Regions from separate parts of the Zea mays genome. Here regions 1 and 3 are each linked to region 2. Evidence: chromatin contacts called from public Hi-C data. All regions are on one chromosome and are shown on one strand. The core of a region is the stretch at or near the end of the contact, and the rest is flanking DNA. Distances in the headings are between cores, read along the strand shown. Region 1 holds the start of LOC100282071 (nucleoside transporter). Region 2 holds the start of LOC103641145. Region 3 holds the start of LOC100191214 (AUGMIN subunit 2).

Region 1 (4,605 bases), core at 1,043-3,542, 320 kb before region 2:
CGGAACATCCGTTGAATTATAGCCGACCTAGGCTGAAAAAAACTAGGCTTCCCCAGAACGTCAGATGGACAGATCCTGAGCTGCCCTTGCTGTATAGGGTTACGAAACTGATGACGGTGAAATTTTCCATAAAACCTAGCAACACCCGAATCGATAGACAGTTGAGCAACAGGTACGATGTTGCAGTAAAGAGGAAATGGGAAGAGTTTGATAAGGAGCCGAGATTCTTCACATTGACATTAGGTCACCTTCAAATCCAATTCCAAGAGTTGCAAATTACACATTTCGGAAATCTTTTCACCTGGGTTACAGTATACACTAACAAGTTGTCATTGCGTGGCAAATCGAACACAAAAGAACACGAGCATGGTGCTATGATACATCGACGTGACAGAGAACGTACCCCGGTATCAGATGACCCAGAACCAAGCCACAATGGAACCAATGACAAGGCCAACAACGAGGAACAGCACGATGACGATCCCGGCAGTCTCCGAGTGGTGGATGGGAACAGCCTTGGGCGCGAGGATCATGAGGACGGAGGTCAGGTACCCGTTAGTGAGCCCCAGGAGGCACGTCAGCACGGTGACGGGGATCTCGGTGCGGAAAAAGCTCGGCCCGTGCAGGCAGCCGTAGAAGAGCGGGTAGAACAGGAGCCTCGCAAAGGACCCCGCGATGGCGGCGCTGCCATTCTGGAGGAGGTAGACAGCGGGCAGGGCCTTGCCGACGAGGTCGAACACGTTGTAGGCGGTGATGAGGATGATGGGGTACCAGTCCCCGAGCGCCTCGGAGTGCACGTCCTCCGTGATGTACCCTGGGAAGATGGAGAGCGTGACGGCGTAGATGAGCGCCACTCCGATCCCGTACCACTTCACGGTCCCGACGATGCTCCACAGCGTCGACCTCCACGCGGGGCCCGTCATGCCGCCGCCGACCTCCGCTTTCTGCGCCCTCTTCTTCATGTTCTTGTAGTATATCACGACCGGGAGCCTGTCCGCCACGTTGTAGCACACGATGCAGATGACCATGAGGACTATGCCGGCCACGAAGTAGAGGATCGCGCTTTGCCTTAGCCCGTTCGCGTCCTGTGGGTACAGTGCCTTGGTGAAGACTCTCAGTGCCGAGACAAGCACTCCTGCAGAATGAAGTCCATGCAGAAATGTGTACTACCAGGTGTTAGAATCTGTCTGCCGACCAACTCAATCCTTGAAACATCATACGCACTGAGAAATTGCAAACAGAAACCACAGCCACCAGCTGCATTGTAATCTTTCTTATAAGCTCTGCAATTTCGTGCCCTCATTTTTCTTTTTCCCCCAATTCAATTCCCAATCCCCAATACATAGGAGTATTACTTAGCCAAATACACACAACCACCGTAATTATAAGCAATTGAACAACCACGATAAGTCCACTCCAACACACATTCTGTGCTTCATGTTCTGACGACACCTACTGGCGACTGCCGGCCAGGTTGACCATTTTGACTAGAAGCAGGATGAGAGAAATCGTGAAGGAACAATTCAGAAACCAGGTAGCTACAGTTGCCAATTCCTCAAAATGAAGGTGATTTTGAGGAAGAATTGAAGAGGTGGGTAACTTCGATGGGGAGTATTAGAAGAGAGATCAGAAGGGGGGGGGGAGAGAAATTAAGAGAGAGAGAGAACACTGCACACCTGAGGCGGCGGTTCCGGCGACGACGGCCTGCATGTACCGTTCGGGCAGCTCCCCCGCGAAGCCGATGACGCCTCCCTGCACGAGCGCGTCGGCGACCCCGCACAGAGCCGTGGCGGCGACAGTCACATCGAACGCTCCGTACAGCCCGGCCCTCCCCTTGACGTAGATGAGGTCCATTGCGGGCACGAGCACGAGCGTGAGCGTGAAGAGCGTGAGCCCCGTGTTGATGCGGATGGGGGCGCTGGACTTGGGGAAGAAGAGCACGATGACGAGCAGGGGCAGTAAGGCGGAGACCATGTAGGATATGGAGAACACGCGGTCGACGGGGGCCCCCGGGTAGAGGAAGTCGAAGTAGTCGACGGCGGTGATGAACGCGTTCCAGGGGAGCAGGAAGCCGGCGCCCAGGGTGAAGAAGATGAGGTAGCCGATGCCGAGCCGGTCGTCTGGGGGCGGGCCCGCGGAGGGCTCGTCCGCCAGGGCAGACGCCGGCGGGGGCAGCAGCGGCGCCGCCGTCTCCACGTCGCCGACGGCCATGGTTGGGGATCTCGGATGAGTACGGGTGGGCTTTGGACCTTGGGAGTTGTTTGTTGCTTTTGCGTTGGGTTTTCTTTGCTTCCTCGTCTGTGGTTGTGGACCTTTTGTAGTGCGGGTATCTCTACTTGTCCCACTGACAGGTGGGGTCGTGATGTTGTGGTCCGCTGACACTGATGTGTATCTGGCTGTCTGCGGGTGCGGTGTGATTCCTTTTGCCTCTGGATATTTAGGGAATGTCGTTTCAATTGATTTATTTATTTGGCTTTATGGCAGCGGTATCAAGTTATTGTTACAGGTATATTATAAGTTCATATGTTACATTACACCAGGGTTATTATGGATTTTTTATAATTCAAGTTAATTTGATTATTTTTTTAGAAATTTAAAAAGTTAATAAATAATTTTATATAATAAATTCTAGACTTTTTAAATTCATTTAACTTTTTCCTATTTAATAATTTATTTATCACCTGTTATATTTTTTATATTTCACCGCCACTGTGCAACCACCATCATAAATCCCCAAAGACGACTACTACCATCTAGACATGGTTCTTTTTGCAAACCATTTTATGAGTGCAAAAGTGTTATTCCAACTCAGAGATTAAAACACAGTAATAGAAAGTAGTTTTCACAATGGTACAAGAATATGAAGTGAATTTATTATTTAGTAATACATGTATAAATTCTGAAATAACATTTAATGCTAATATAAAAAATGGTGTACATGACTACATGTTGCAAAATTAGGTGTTCTTTTCTACCAAGTGCCATTATTCAATTTTTTAAAAAAAGTTCCCTTGGACAGTGTATTTTGAGATAAACCTCAAATATTTCTGAAAAAATGTCAAACAAGATCTTAGAATTTGGTAGCTACTAGTGTCAAAAACGATTGTTATGTAACCAAGACTTAAGTGCAAGCATCAAGGAAACCTCATGGACCTTTAGATCATGATCCAACTGTAAGTCATATATATATATATATATATATATATATAACACTTAAACATCCTACCACCATTAGACAATGTCCAGCAGTTTACCCCATATGGTCACCTAAAAACACTGTTTTGCACTGTTTTACACTTTAAATTGCACTGTTCGTAGAGTGTAGTTTGAATATGGGTATGATGATGGATAAACTGTTGGATATAGCCTTATAATATAGTAGTATAATGTTTCTTCTCTTATTCTCTTTCTGCTTCTCTTCTCCTTCTTTCTTATTTTCTTTTCTTATTTTCTTCTTTTCTCTCCTGTCTTTCTTCTCTTCTCTTTCGTCTTTCTTCCCTTCTTCTCTCCATTCTATTTCAAAGCTAGACCACTTCTTAGACCCTATCTCAGCTAGGAGTGATGTCAAGCTTGTTGTAGATACATCCTTGTTGCTGGAGTGTTCCTCCACTTCATCATGAGGAGGTGCACTTGCTCCAATTTCTTGCCTTGTTACCATCTCCTCACGTGATTAAGCATTATTATGAGTGCTAGGATTCGATGTCAAATGAAAAGGATTAGGAAAGCTACATAATGTGGATATGCCTAATAAAAGAAACTTAATGTGGTGGTTAGAAATAGATGCGGTACTACCACACTTATGCATGGAATTGTTGTGCCATGGCAGTTCTAGGTACGTATAGCTGTCACTATCGCACAACAAAGCATCTCGGGTATAGAATTCAAAATCCACCCAAAGGAAATTTAGATCGAGTGATTTACTGAAGTTTCTAGGGTATTGTTGAGCCTAAGTCACCATTTGAACGATGTCATAGCTTAAGAACAAGTAGATCAAGAGCAAATCCTAAACCAACCACAACATGAGTAGAGCGCAAATTAAAATAATTGCAAGAACACAAGAGAAAAGTGATTTATACTATGTTTCAGCTTGCTATTAAATATTCCCTACCTCCACATTAGAGGAAGCTACTAACGCTTGGGTTCTAAGAACCCTATCCTATTCTCAAGTCAAGAATCAAAGTCTCTTGATTTAGAGTTCTTATTAGATGTTGGGAGAGATTACAAATTTCCCATATTATCCACAAGAGCTTAGATGCTTCAATGGGAGACACCTTGCTAGCTAGGAGCCCTTGCTCCAATAGTAATTAACGCAATCCACCAGTTTGGCGAGAACCAAATGCTTTAGAAGTTTGATATTAGTTTAGACAATTCTCTAAGAAACTTTAGAGAATAATCTCTAAAGAAATCTCAAAGGGAGTCAAAGAAGAGCTTGGGAGCCTTAAATGAGGTAAGGTAGCTTAGCTTGAGAAAGTATGTTTTTGGGGTTGAGTTGATCACTTGGTTACACAATTAAGCTCATGTATTTCATCTCTCTTATAGTACATTGTGTTGGGTCTATGCTTCGTCGCCGAAGGTCTTATAGAAAGAAGTGGTCCTCGGCTGAAG
Region 2 (4,470 bases), core at 849-3,348:
AATAACACGGTCTATCTAAAACTGTGGTATTTTCAGAGTTTTGGAAACTCCACTCAGGAGACCTCTGTTTTCTTCTATTCTCTCTACATATACTTTGATTTTCTTAATGGAACCAAATAGATCTCAGTTTTAAGCAACTGTGGTTTTACTGTGATAGAGTAAACTGTAATATTTATGTCATGTCTGATTATAAAATATGATATTTCAAAACTATATTACCAAACAGTAGCTTGGTTTTGGCAATACCATGGTAGAGTATAGAAAACTATGGTCTAGACCAAGTTTTTGCCCTGGACGTGAAGCGATCCCTTTGTCACACACTTTTTTCATGTGAACTTTCACGCACTTATTTTTTCAGTCCATGTTAATTGTTACGACTTATTTGGCTTATGATCATCAATCAACAACTTATGAATGTAATTTGATGGCGGCACAAACACCATAGTACCAATTAGGTGTTCGATTGACTGTTGTAAAAATACTATAGTTATGCTATAACAATTATTAGACTGTGATATTGAAAAACAGTGGTTTTTCACTTTCAAACCAGGACTGACTTGTCACTTGTGGCGTGCGGCGGTGCGACCAGCACAAACGTATTTCAGTTCCTGTGCCACAGGCTGCTGAAAGCTTTGCGAGCAAATTTGCGCCCTAGTTTTGGTATCACCTCAGCTACTATTAATATCGGTATATTTTTTAAATATTACTTGGAAAAACTTTTTTAAAAAATCAACTAACTAGAAAATGAGACGTTCATTTATTTTGCGATCTCAAAACTGTACATCCCGAAGATCTCAATTCTGAAACAAAAAAAAGGGCGGGTGGGGTGACTGGCGACTAATAGCATCTCCAACCTATAAAAATGTATTAAAATGAGTATATTTTATAAAATTTAGCGTAACAAATATATATTATAGAACAACAGATATAGTATATTTAAGACTTTTGAGAGTATATTTTATAATTTTTTGATCTAATTTTATAAAATAAGACACCGTTATAGTAGTTTTTTATGTATTGAGCCTCATATTTTAATTTAAGACACCAATTTAAGATATTATTGAGATGCTCTAATTTAGGAGGATAATATGAGGACCAGTGCCTGCCCTGCCAGCTCACCCGCTGCATCAGCAGGACCAGTGAGCGCCAGACCTGCTGTAAATTTGCTCGTGGTGACTCAAAACCAGCGTGCGGATGAATTTCTACTCGTGTTGGAGTTTTCAGTTGAAGTGCCAATTCCAATTTGTTCTTGTGGTGGGCTCCTCACCTACCTCCCGCCGTACTCCAGCCAAGCGGCCATCCAGCTCTTCCTGCACCTTCCTTTATGAACGTGCGGAGCCAGAGAGCAGGCTGCTCTCTCTCTCCCCCCTCTCTTCTATCTCTCTATCTCTACAGTCTACACAAATCATATTTCCCCAGCGTACACCTTCTGTCTGCTGGATTACTGTGGATTTGACCATCGTACGGCAGCCCACATCGCTGCTTCTCCCCCGGTCGGTTACTGTAGCACCAAAGTTTGATCTTGCCGGGGTTTGGAGGAGGTGAAAGGTTGGGGTTTTCTTGGTCCTGGGAATCTGTCCAGGTTCGTCTCTCTATGTGAAGATTCTGAGAGGTTGGCTGTGAGTCAAGATTTTCGGCTCGGCGGTGGCGAATCCTCTGCTCCTGACTCCGATTTGGGTATTCTCGTTCTTGATTCCTGACTCTTGGCCCGAAACTTCTGTTCTGTTCTTGCCGAAATCGAAGGGAAACAGCTCCATTCTGGTTGCAAGTTCTTTGTAAAGATTCGAGGTGGCATTCAGATTTCGGTTACCTGTGCTTGTGCTGTTGGTTTTGCTTCGAAAATTTGCTGTTTGGGTAGACCAAGGTTACTGACGGCCTCCGCCGCCGCAGATGTGCGGATTTGAGATGGAATCGCAGTGAGAGGGTTGAAGAGTTGTTCCTGTCCCTGATTCTGGTGGCTTAGTTTCTGGTGCTCTGTTTGGCAACTTAAGCGCTTCCATTTTCGGTTCATGCAAGGGTCGCTTTCGGCCATCGGGGAGCTCTCAGCCGTGAGGTTTTGAGGTGGGATTGTGTCATTGTGACCTCAAGGTTGAAGGAGATGCTTATGGCGTCGATGTCAGATAGCGAGACGACCAACCGAGGCAGCATGTGGGAACTGGATCAGAACCTTGATCAGCCCATGGACGAGGAGGCCAGTCAACTGAAGAACATGTACAAAGAAAAGGTATCGTTTTCATCCTTGCTATCATCGCATTTAGATTATTAGTCTCTGTATATCTGAAAGAAACATGGTGGTCCTTCGATAGTTCGATGTACAATATTCTATTGATGGTTCAGGGGATCATTTCAATATAAAGGGGTATCGGAAACTGTATGTAACATGTGCTGTTACTGCTGTTTTTTTCCTGTTGCAGGAACTATATTCAGATTCTTACAACTTGTTTTGTCTATTCATCTTAAAGTGCCACAACAGCTGTGCTCCATGTCTCATGTACTGCTAGACCTTTAACTGTGTCCTTAGCAAAAAAAGACTAACTTGATCTTTAAATTTGTTCATGCAGAAATTTTCGTCAATTTTGTTACTGCGGCTCGCGTTTCAAAGTCTTGGGGTAGTGTTTGGGGACTTAGGTACATCACCATTGTATGTTTTCTACAATATCTTTCCACATGGTGTTGACGAAGACGAGGATGTAATTGGAGCTCTATCCTTGATCATTTACACACTCACCCTCATCCCTCTGATGAAGTATGTTTTTGTCGTCTTGCGAGCTAACGACAATGGTCAAGGTGAGATAGAGCATTCTTGTATTTTAGCCTAGTCTGTTGCCTCTTATGATTTCTATGGTATTTGCAATAATTACGAGTGCTCTTGTCGCATTTACACATTTGCAAATGTATGAGCCGTTAGTTCACAGAGATTTTGCAATTTTACCATCTGGTTTGGTTGGCAGAATCTCATGACAAAACAGTGCTCTAGTGAAACAAAGGATTTGTGTCGAGTATCACCACGGTTTAAATATGAGATGTCAGAGTGATTGCTATGCATCACTTTACTAACCATGAAATCTGTAGAAGGTGAAACTCTTAGTTCATTTTAGATTTTATTTTGTGACAAGAAATACTTCTCCTTCAGCTGGTATAGTTTGTTTCCAGAAGTTTTCTGACAACATTTCTTTTTCTGGTTATTCACAGGTGGCACGTTTGCTCTTTATTCTCTACTGTGCCGGCATGCAAAGGTCAGCACTATACCCAACCAACATAAGACAGATGAAGAATTAACAACTTATAGTCGGCAAACTTATGAGGAGAATTCACTTGCAGCAAAAGTGAAGAAATGGCTAGAGGGGCATGCATATAAAAAGAACTGCCTTCTTATTCTTGTTCTCATTGGTACCTGTACCGCCATCGGAGATGGGATTCTTACTCCTGCAATCTCAGGTATTCAGAATCGTAGTTGAATAAATCCAATGCAGCTGCGATCTAAGCTGTATTTTGTATGTTATATGCAGTTCTTTCTGCGGCAGGTGGAATAAGGGTCCAGAATCAGAACATGAGTACAGGTATATTTTTTTCTTTTCTGTATGGTTATATCTGTGTTCATTGTTGAATCTGGTGGACTATTTCCTTGATCTGGTGAGGAGCATAACTTACTTTGCCTAATCTGATTAGTCTAATATCTTCAATTCCTGGCAGATGTGGTCGTAATCGTCGCGGTGTTTATATTAATTGGCTTATTCTGCATGCAACACTATGGGACAGATAAAGTTGGGTGGCTCTTTGCACCTTTGGTGCTCCTTTGGTTTATTCTAATCGGGAGCGTTGGGTTAGTGAACATACGCAAATACAACAGTTCTGTTCTAAAAGCATACAATCCAGTCTACATCTTCCGGTATTTTAGACGAGGCAAGTCTGAGATTTGGACATCTCTTGGAGGAGTCATGCTTAGCATCACAGGTATCTCTTGGACATCTCTTGGCAATTCAACTTTAACTTCTGCATCAATTGTAAGATGAAACAGAGTTACCTTATCTATATGCCTTTTTCTATGCAGGGACTGAAGCATTGTATGCAGATCTATGTCACTTCCCTGTATTGGCTATTCAGGTGAGTGTTCAAATAGAAAAATTATGAATTATGATAATACCTCAATGGATTAATCATGTCTATGTCCAGTTTGCGTTCACCTTAGTGGTGTTCCCCTGCCTTCTACTGGCGTACACTGGGCAGGCTGCCTACATCATTGACAACAAGGATCATGTAGTTGATGCCTTCTACCGCTCCATTCCAGGTTCTTCTGAAATCTAAACAAATCTTATCCATCTCATATGTGAACAGCTATACCACCATATCAAGCCCACTATGTGCAAATTGGCACAGTGCTCATCCCACTACTGTTACTGTATGTTAATGCTTTGTACACTTCACTATACTAAAGCTGAGATACTCTCACTGCAGAGGCCATATACTGGC
Region 3 (4,422 bases), core at 1,799-4,298, 510 kb before region 2:
GGGCCAAGACAACCTCCTCTGATTCATGGCGTCAATTCCACTGCTCTCCAGGTTGATGTCATCCATTTGCTTCCAGCTATCGAGTATCGAGCCGTCTCTCCACTGAGGTGGCGTCAAGAACTTTGAATCGTCGCTGGAGTCACTTGGGGTTATTGACAGAGAGGAATGGCCAACGCGTAGTTTCTGAAGAGTAGAAAAGGATTCCCTCATCGCAGACATTGCCTCGAAGAACCGGGTGCAGGAAGCAAGTGCAGCAGGAATCGGTCGCAGCATTTCCTTCATTAAGAGAAAGAGGAATTTAAACCTATAACTAATGACAGAGGACATATGTACAAGATTTTTGAGTTGTTGTAAGGCATGTTAGTCACAATGAATACATAACAAAATGCACTGTTATCCTGACATGGGTTCATGATAAATCATATACTATCTCTAAAAATGAGAAAAAAACATGAATATATTTGTACAAGTGGAAAGTGTATTCATAGGATGACTTTGTTATGACTCCGATTAAAAAAATTAACTTACCCCCCAGACAGCTGGTGATTCCCTAAAGTTTTGGCTCCACTGGAAATCGCCGACTGATGCTGTCAATGCCCCATAGTCACTTGCTGCTTTCAGAAGTAGCTCCGAGAATTGTTTCTGACAAGAGATCAGCACATTAAGCAGGCAAAAAGAAAGCAATGAAAATGCATTAGGGGTAGGCCAACATTATCATGTTGTTTGCTAATTGCTATAGAAATTGCAAGACAAGAACAAAAATAAATTACCTGGTATTCAGCTTCAACTGGTATGCAGTCAAGGGAATAAGGCTGTTGCAGCCGAGCAATAATACGATCCTGATAGACAATAGACACAATTTTAGACACGTAGATCAAGTGATCAACTGGCTAATGCATATGTAACTGCTCTTGACACATCTGACTAAAACAACATATAACCTTGAAACTCAAGAAAGGAAGCAAGAATAATACAATGCAGGTATGTGGCTTATATTACCTTGTTCTGAATTACATCTTTCAAAATTGCAGTCATTCTGGCCAAAGACTCGCACTTCTTTTCCATCTCACTCACATGAGTCAAATGAGCAATGTTTTTATCATCCTGTGGCAAACAAAACTTCATGAATATGACCTATGACAATACCATAGAATCAAAGGAAAATCTACGAAAATAAGATATAGAAAATGGATATGGCACTATCGGAAAACAGCATGCTGGAAAGTACTGGGTTCAAACATAGACACTATGACAACGCTTATTTTCCTTTTCCAATCCCACATTACTATATTAGTATGGCATCAACATGCTCATACATTATCGTTTTTTTCTTTTTTCACAAGGCCAACAGAGGGGCCTCCTGGTGCCAACGCCAGGGATCGACTCCAGGTCGCCAGTTTGAGGGCTGGCTCAAGGAGCCACTTGGACTCACCTGCCCTATTGTACATACTACTAGGCTAAAAAAGATTTAGCCGTAAGATCTTAAGGATATGCGGACATCTTTAATCATTCTTCAAGGACCAGAGTATCAGACATAGTTCCAATAAGTGTGATCATCTAACAAATTCATTGTTAGAAAAAATAAAAATTGGAATTAAAAGAAAAAAAATACATTCCCTTTGATATCACCACAAATATTCATGGTAAAGGTAGGGATGGTAATAGATCACGATCTAAATGTTTCTTCACAATAAGTTAGGGACCCTAATTAATTTTAGTTCAAAAATGTATAGGAATAGAGCTCGATCCTAATCCGATTCGATACTTAAATTTTATAGTGTAAAATTTAGATCCCATTACCACTCCTACGTAAAGTAATGCTCATACTAACAGTCAACATGTAGATATATCGTATGAATATACTGTATCCCCAAAATGCTGTAACTCATTAGGAAGTCTCTCATCCCTGCCTAGAATCTCATTTCATGAGCAACCAAGCCAGAAATGGCACACTTTACAAAAGGGACCATAATCTGACCACCTTCAATAGAGAATCTAAAGGGATTTCATTATGAAATGGAAATGTTGTACAGGAACTGAAAAGCTTTGGCATTGTGTGTAACTGGTGCAAACATATAAAGCTTAACAACTGGATATAAAAACATCACCTTTCTTCCCTGTAGCTCCACTTGCAAGTTGGCAATGTTCCTCTGCACGACAGTCAGTTCCCTCAAAACCTTCACCAAATCATCGCTTTTGTCGGAGCTAGTCTGATCTTCCTGCAATGAGAGAAACAGAGGGGATAGTGAGGGCTTCAGATGGCCATTTGTTCATTGGTACCACCTCAGTTTTTGTGTGCTTGTGTCCAGTGCATCCAGTTCAGATTCTGTATTGTTGGCATAGAAACCTAAATTTAAATTTTAGCAACTAATCTAAAGAAAATAAACAGCGAAACAGATATAGCACCACACAGCAATGCTGAGTTTTCATTGTATTCGCATTTTGTTCTAAGATCGCAAAGTTTCTTAAGATCAACAACTCTTCACAACGATTATCCTAAATATAGAGCCATCCCACAATTTCTCTCCAGGAAATGACGCAAGCTTATGCAGCCTCGATTAACCGAACCAGATGCTACACCACCCAAACACACGAAATTTGTGCGCTCATGCCACTATTTCGGCCGCAACCCTTGCCTCCAAACATACATTTTCACAATCATTTCGTATCTAACTCTCCAGATGCCACCGCTTCCACAAACTGAACCCTACAATTTGTTCCTCGCAACGTAACGCGATCGGACCAAAAAAGCTAGATCCGGCTGAAGCGCGGGGATTCGAACCAAACCAGGCGGGCGGCAGGATTAGGCTGCGAAACAGATCGGGAAGTTGCGGTAGTGTGTGACGGACCTGCGTGGTAGAGGCGGGGAATCCGAGGTCGGCGGCGATGGCGAGCGCCTCCGCCATGCCGCCCAGCCTCTTGGCCGGCTTCGGCTGCGCCGCCGCCATGGCGTCTCCGGCGCTCGTGTACAAGGGGAGCCGGTGGGGGCAGGCGGAGGAGAACGGGAGCGTTTAGCGAGTGAGTTTGGCCGCGCTTCGCTTTCGTTCGGACGGCCGAGTTGGCTTGCTTGCTTGCTCGGCGAGCTCTATCTAATTTGTTTTTTTGAACCCCCAGATGGCTGCTGCTTACATAATAAGCCGCTCATTGTTTTGTTTGCAATCCAAATTGCTTTGGTTGATCGAACTATTTTTACACCTTTGCATGTTATTTAGCACCTGTTGGATACAAGAGTTAATTGCTAACTAGCTAAAATCAGTCCTATGTATAGGGAGCATCTTCAGTTGTCTTTCTAAATTTCACTATCTATATTATTACGCACAAACCACTTTATATATATTTTCAATCTCCAATATTTTTTTATATCTTATATGCACTCTCGAGAGTATTCACGTTTCCTATATTTAGCTAGCGAGAAACTCGAAATAGAAGATGGCTATATTTAGATAATCATTTGAATAAATTGTTGAAGGGTATTTTTTTATAAAAATCTCTATTCATATCAATTAGGAAGAATATAGAGAATTGCTAGTGTTTATGTTTATAGTTCACTCAAAGAAGACATCAAATGATCCGTAGAAGACTCACAAATATTCAGCAAAAGTCCAAAACACAAGACCGAGAAAGCACAAGTAAAGGTCCATGAAGATCAAGAAAACTAGGTTGTTGGTAGGTGCACTGGACCGCTTGCGCAGAGGTGCAGTTTTCGTGCACCTGAGCCAGGTGGCGCACCGGACCTCGACTCAACGGTCGACGATGGCTAGTCAGAAACAACCATCCGACGTGATGGTCACCGGACCTATCCAATGGTGCACCTGACCTCTGCACAATTGCAGGGAATCTACGAGATGACCAACAACTAGCTGACGGAGAGGGTTTCCGGACCAGGCCCGGTGCAACGCATAGGAGATGTTGTCCTCCAACGGATATATTTGGGATTGGGCTCTATACCACAACCGACAAATTAAGAGTGTTGAGAGTTGAGCAAACTCGCTATTGAGTTGGTACACATATCCATTGCTCCATACACCCCAAGTGTTTAATAGAATCACTTAGTGATTGCGTAGGTGCTTTGCAAAGTGTTTAGGTTAGTTAGATCGCTATTGTGCTTGCTCTAGGTTAGTCGTAGTTGATTGAGTGAGGAATAGACACCTCCAAACCCCTCGACTCTTGCACGAGTTGTAGCAACTTGTACCGAGTGGTGTGAGGTCTTGTGAGACCACAACAACCGAGTTTGTGGTGTGGCTACCACCGTGTAGCAGAGGAGATGAGACCCATGATGTTTCGACCAAAAGCTCGATAGTGATGACAACAGGGAGCGTCCAAGAGGAGCTGAAAGCGAAGCACCACTTGCGCGTGGAGAAAGTTCGCGACTCTCTATGTGCTTGACCCTCGCATGGGCTTGCCTTTGTGTAGGGGCACCAG

What was found. Hi-C and Micro-C count contacts between places; a contact is called where the count stands out from the background.
Region 1: a contact with region 2 is called in a Hi-C map of leaf, with 3 times the contacts expected there. The contact joins the promoter of LOC100282071 here to the promoter of LOC103641145 in region 2. A contact is called at or near these places in 3 of 25 Hi-C or Micro-C datasets (ear and leaf) and 1 of 3 datasets of contacts at active chromatin or transcription factors (leaf).
Region 3: a contact with region 2 is called in a Hi-C map of tassel, with 2.9 times the contacts expected there. The contact joins the promoter of LOC100191214 here to the promoter of LOC103641145 in region 2. A contact is called at or near these places in 2 of 25 Hi-C or Micro-C datasets (ear and tassel).

Annotation. Positions count from the first base shown.
Region 1 is chr10:64,371,118-64,375,722 of Zm-B73-REFERENCE-NAM-5.0, forward strand. LOC100282071 (nucleoside transporter) reads right to left here and starts at 2,293. Exons shown (of 2, transcript NM_001154984.1): 1 at 1,677-2,293; 2 at 228-1,135. The coding sequence starts at 2,211. The coding sequence ends at 411.
Region 2 is chr10:64,687,296-64,691,765 of Zm-B73-REFERENCE-NAM-5.0, forward strand. It overlaps LOC103641145, which reads left to right and starts at 2,099. Exons shown (of 9, transcript NM_001301488.1): 1 at 2,099-2,224; 2 at 2,562-2,787; 3 at 3,193-3,438; 4 at 3,510-3,560; 5 at 3,694-3,954; 6 at 4,052-4,104; 7 at 4,174-4,288; 8 at 4,456-4,470. The coding sequence starts at 2,099.
Region 3 is chr10:64,176,147-64,180,568 of Zm-B73-REFERENCE-NAM-5.0, forward strand. It overlaps LOC100191214 (AUGMIN subunit 2), which reads right to left and starts at 3,049. Exons shown (of 6, transcript NM_001136648.1): 1 at 2,850-3,049; 2 at 2,109-2,219; 3 at 1,000-1,104; 4 at 771-839; 5 at 529-642; 6 at 1-276. The coding sequence starts at 2,948.